2 separate regions of the Lactuca sativa genome follow, and region 1 is linked to region 2. Evidence: chromatin contacts called from public Hi-C data. All regions are on one chromosome and are shown on one strand. Each heading gives the region's core, a stretch centred on a gene start, on an enhancer-like site or on the middle of the called end of the contact. The rest is flanking DNA. Distances are from core to core; before and after follow the strand shown.

The links. A called contact is a pair of places that touch in the nucleus more often than the background predicts.
Region 1: a contact with region 2 is called in a Hi-C map of leaf, with 6 times the contacts expected there. The contact joins the promoter of LOC111904549 here to the promoter of LOC111904548 in region 2. A contact is called at or near these places in 2 of 4 Hi-C or Micro-C datasets (both in leaf).

Annotation. Positions count from the first base shown.
Region 1 is chr3:81,233,644-81,236,676 of Lsat_Salinas_v11, reverse strand. LOC111904549 (ethylene-responsive transcription factor ERF118) reads left to right here and starts at 1,717. Exons shown (of 2, transcript XM_023900302.3): 1 at 1,717-2,193; 2 at 2,285-3,033. The coding sequence starts at 2,448.
Region 2 is chr3:81,101,547-81,104,383 of Lsat_Salinas_v11, reverse strand. It overlaps LOC111904548, which reads left to right and starts at 1,395. Exons shown (of 1, transcript XM_023900301.3): 1 at 1,395-2,832. The coding sequence starts at 1,495. The coding sequence ends at 2,523.

The DNA of each region.
Region 1 (3,033 bases), core at 468-2,967, 130 kb before region 2:
TCGTGCTACGACACCTTATGTGTCACATTTTGAAATGTCTGGTCCAGCAAGGCCTAATCAACATAAGTCCAAATCGATCCTAGCTCAACACTAACTATTTAATTCTTAAGCCTTATACTTCTAGCCAAAAAAAATTATTCATTTTAGGTCCATATTTCAGCCTTTAAAGCCCGAGACCTTCTTTTCATTTAATTACAGTCCGCCATTCCATTTGGAGTTCATTTAGTGTCTTGTATGATCTGAACCTCCTAGTTGCACTTCAAAATAAGCATAAAGGTGGAAGCTTTGCATCATACGAAGGTCTAAAAGTTGAATTGGTGAAGGTGAACTATAAGCGAAACAACTCTCAACCACCAAATAATCCTTCTTCTTCTTCTTCTTCTTCAATCTTCCAAGTAAAGCTTCCAAGGTCACCATAACTTGAAAGAAATGAAGGATGAACAATATGTAGGTAGGGTTTACTCCAAAGAGACTCTTTGAGTTGAAAGGGTCTGCAAATGACCTAAAACTCGGAAAGAATGCCATTAAATACGGGAGAAACCCTAAAATCATGGATTGGGCTGCACCGACATTCGTGCTACGACACCTTATGTGTCACATTTTGAAATGTCTGGTCCAGCAAGGCCTAATCAACATAAGTCCAAATCGATCCTAGCTCAACACTAACTATTTAATTCTTAAGCCTTATACTTCTAGCCAAAAAAAAATATTCATTTTAGGTCCATATTTCAGCCTTTAAAGCCCGAGACCTTCTTTTCATTTAATTACAGTCCGCCATTCCATTTGGAGTTCATTTAGTGTCTAAACAATTGTTGATTGTCCCATTCCTTATCTTCAGATACGTTGATATACACCTTAGCCAACGACCCCTCTTATTTTTTCAGTCCATTTCTTTGACTTTTAGCATTCGTAATCCTATGTGGTCTCGGCGATGGGTTCGGGCTCTTCCCTTCTTTCTTCGTTTTGGATGTGAGTGAGTTTGTTGCTAGATTCTTCAGATTATAGGTTTTGCGCTTCACAAAATTTCGATGCTCTGGGAAGAGAATTTTGGAATTGAGTTTTCAGAATTGATTGAGAAAACTAGGTATAAAGATTATAAGCGGTATTATCTAACGAAAAACATGATCGGTTATATTATTGTTGCATCTAGAGTAGGTTATATTGTTGTTATAATGTTGGTATTGTGGGTGGTTTGAGTTTTCAGAATAAACAATGGCAAATCTTGATAAACGGTTAAGTTGCATTGGTTGCGTCTTCGGTTAAAATCATCTTTTTGGATTTGCCACGAGAATCCATTTAAAATAGATTCGGATAAAATGAAAATGAAATCGTAGAGAAATTGAATGGAAGTATGAAACTAAAGAAACTAAAATTTACGGTTTCTTAAAGATTAAAGAAGAGAGAGAGAGATATGATCGAGTTCAAACGGGTTATAACTTATGCCATCTTCAATTTGGCGGTACAAATTTACAGTAGAACCATGTAGCCGACGATACCGACTATTAGCCCGGGAGCAAAATACATCTTCTCACCTCTTATGTTTGTCAAACAACATTTATAAAAGAAAAACTTACCTTCCGTACGATCCATTTAATACGTTTTGACCGTTTGGAACAAGGAAGACGGAGTGAATGAAACGTTTCACGAAGTCGAGAATAGAAAAAGACATTAAAATCCACAGTCATGACTCATGCCATTCTTTATGCAAATAAATAACATTTCCTTTATGTTTCTTCGCATTTGCGTTTCCTAAATCGAAACTTATGTTTCTCTCTCCACCCGATTGGGTAAACCACAGTCAAATTTCACTGTACATCTTCTTCACAGTCTAATCTTGGCCATAGATTCCTCATCTTTACTCTGACTTTCACAAACAACACACTAGGGTTTTTCACTTTCCATTTTATTAGGGTTTTTCTCTTCTTTTTTCTATATAAACCTTCCGTCTTCTCCAATTTCTACGTTTGTTCCTTGAAGGGTTTTAGAGCGAGAGAGAAAAGAGAGAGAAAACAGTTGTTTTGGATTGAGAGAAAGAAGAGCTGGTTTTATGTCGGTAAATTCATTGGTTGTGATTAGGGCTCCATTGAAGCTCTGTATTTCATCTGCTCTGTTCATCTGTTCTTTCTGTTGTTTCACTCACCATAGGTTTCTCTTTTCTCCTTCTACTGTTTCGATGCCTTTGAGGCAAAAAAGGTACGAGGCTTCCTAAAACCCTTTCGTCTCTGATTTCGTTAAATTTTGACTTTTTATTGATTCAATTTTGTGGGTTTTTGTTCATTTGCAGGATTTCTTCTGGAGTAAACGGTTTTGGTCGATTTCACATAAAACGATTCTTCAAATTTTTTGTGTTCTTCGGAGGGCCTGTTACATAGTCATAAGTCACTACCTGAGTTTTGTTCAAGTTTCGTTTATTATTATTATTTTTTTTCTTTTTTTGGGGTATACAAATGGTTGGTTTTTGGAAGAATAAAGCCAAGTTTCAAGAATCAAACAAACCCATGAGAACAATTCGAGTCATTTGTCATGATCCTGATTTAACTGATTCATCCGATGATGATAATCCCAACAAAAAACCCTACGGATCAAAGAAGATTGTCCGGGAAATCAAGATTCCATTGATCGGCGACGGAAATATCTGTACTGAGAGTTCTTGTCAAGGTAGCAACAATGGAGAAAACAACACTGGGAAAAAGAAGAAGGGTTTGTCTAAAACCCTAAGTAAGCCTTCATCTCCTCCAACTCCGGCAGCGTCTGTTTCAAAATACAAAGGAGTTCGCCGGAGAAAATGGGGTAAATGGGCTGCGGAAATCCGTGATCCGTTCAAGGGAAGAAGGCTTTGGCTTGGCACTTATAACACTGCTGAAGAAGCTTCCATGGCTTATTCAATCAAAAGGCTTGAATTCGATAAAATTGCCGAATCTCTCAAGATTAACAGTAATAACCCTGATCATGCTCTGGTTTCTCAACCTGAAAAGAATACCGTTTTTGAAGATTCCGGGAGTTCGATTTCAGCTGTTTGTTGTAATATCAAGC
Region 2 (2,837 bases), core at 146-2,645:
ATCAAAAATTAGTTGTCCCTGAATCACCAAAATCAAGCATCCAACATGTTCTTATTTTCGTATGTCATTAATTTTGTACCCCTATTTTTATTCCAAAATTGAAATATCTAAAAGGAAATTGACTCATTTGATAGTTGAAAATGATCAATTTATGACTTCAATCAACAAATCGACAATGAAGGCAGATGAAAAAACTTATGCATTTGATTGATGCATAGTTTGTTGGTTCGCTAGACTTTTTTTTTGTCTCTCTCTCTCTCTCTCTCTATATATATATATATATATATATATATATATATATATATATATATATATATATATATATATATATATATATATAAGCTTTTATAATCTCCTTTTGAATATATGAAGAATTATTCAGTATCAAATTTATTATTTTTTGAAAATTTCCTATAAACCTAAAAATAATTTTCCAAAACTAAACACAACCTACTTAAATAAAAACTATTTTCATGTTCAAAAACTTCACAATCTTCCGACATAAATTTAGATCCAAAGTATCATCACCATCCGTATATCTTTTTTACTAGGTGTGAGACCAATGTATCACATGAGTTTATTTAAAAGAAATTAATATAAAATTCAAAATATTTGGGAAGATTAAATTTATAAGAAAAGTGAGAATTGAATTATAAAAATTAAAGTGTTTTTTTTGTCTTTTAAATTTAAACAAATAATTTAGATAAAAAAATAAATAAAAGAAATTAATAAAACTTTAATTTAGTAATTTTGAAATTAGAAGGAAAGTCCATTAATAAAATTGATATTCATTTATTATTAGACTTAAATAATATTTGACATTTAATAAAATAGAAAAACCATAAAATGACAAGTAGAATAAAAATTAATTTAAAATTACTATAAAATTACATGTGCCAAATTGAATGAGAATATGACAAGTAGAAAAAAAAAACTTTCATTTATTAGAATAGCCTAATATTAAAAAAGTATGTCTTATTATATTCCGAAAGATATTTTTTTAATCAACACAATTTCTCAATTGTTTGTGGTTGTTAGAACGAAATTTTTTAAATATGTTACATATGATAACACTGGACGAAATTTATCCAGATAAACTTTTTGGTCCCATCAAAAAATATGGAATCCAAAAATCAAAATATTTCTTCTACTAACACAATATCAATGCTAAGAAAAATAAACCCGGCCCAAACCGGTTCCCCATAATCACAATTCACAACTCACAACTCACAAGTTACTTTTAACTAATCGGTTTATTCTTTGGGCTCTAATGTATGGGCTAATTTCTAGGCCCAATTTGAAGGCCCAACTTCAAGAAGCTTCACAGTTCACACACATAACACGGAAGAATATTCCGTCGGTCTAGAGTTTAAACTTTACAAACCCTCGAATATATCCCCCTCTTTCTCTTTTACCACCATCCATCTCTGCGTGTTTTTGTGTGTGTAGCAAGCAAAGTAACAGCGAAGAAGAAAACCTAGGGAATCAACAGCCATGGCGGAACACCGTGTAAGCAAGAGGCTGAGAAATTACGTCACCAACAAGGAACAACCAGAATTCACCGGCAAAAGTCTCAGGAAAATTCGAGTCATCTGCTCCGACCCTGAAGCCACCGACTCATCATCGGATGAAGCTGACAGCGGAGAGCGATCATCGCCACGCCGAATTGTTTGTGAAATTGTGATTGGGGTCAAATCTGATGAAGCCGAGGAACCTGTGGAGCGGAAGGATTCGGCGGATCAAACCGGAAAGAAGAAATTAACCGGAGTTCGATTGCGAAAGTGGGGTAAATGGGCGGCTGAGATCCGTGATCCATTTAGCAGAAAAAGAATTTGGTTGGGTACATATAACACCGCGGAAGAAGCATCGAAAGCGTATACGACCAAGAAGCAGGAGTTTCAAGCAAGATTGTCGGCTTCTGCCCCAATTCGACCCAAATCCGATGGCGAATCGTCGACACAGGTTTCTCAGGAGGCAGATCATTACTCTACGGAGGGGGAGGAGAAGGAGACGCGTTTGTCGGGTCGGGTCGTTCCGGATCACGCCCCAATTGCGAAATCGAAAGTGGTTCATTGGAAGAAGTGGGATAGATGGGGTGCCAATGTTCATAACCCGGTAATCAATTCAAACATCCAGTCTGATGATACATGTGATGCTGAAGAAGAGGCTTCAAATACACTCCAATCGATGAAGATGGGTTTGAGGCCGGGTTACATGGCCCCATTCGGATCAGAAAGTGGCTCATCTCGTAAATCCTCAAAGACCGAGACGAGCGGTGGCGGTGGTGGTGGCGATGAAACAATCAGCGGCACCACCACCACCACCACTTCCATGGAAGTATCAACAGAGGAGAAAGGAAGAAACACAGCTACGGAGGAAGGTCAATTAAGTGAAAATGTAGATACAGAAGAAGGAAACAAGCCACCATGGTTGGGTTTGGGCATTGGTATGCTTGTGATAGATAACAATGGCAATCTGTTGGGTCAATTCAGCAGGCTGGATGATGACCTGAGGATCTGCTGATTAACAACAAGGGCAAGAAGCTGTTTATGTGACTCCAATTACCTATTTGCTGACTGCAGCGATTGTACATGTTTTTAATTCTGCAACAGTCACTGGTATACGAATATCATTTGTTGAGTCTTTCCTGCTTTCCCAGTAACATTTCCTTTCCTTTTCTTCTTTTCTTTTCTTCCATGGAGTCAAGACCTGTGTATGACAATTGCATTTTGTGGTTCTACATTCCTTGAGCTCTTCAATTTGATATTGCAGATTTACATTCTTTGAACTTTATACATTGAAAGATAATAAATGTTTCAGTTTCAAATTCAACCAAG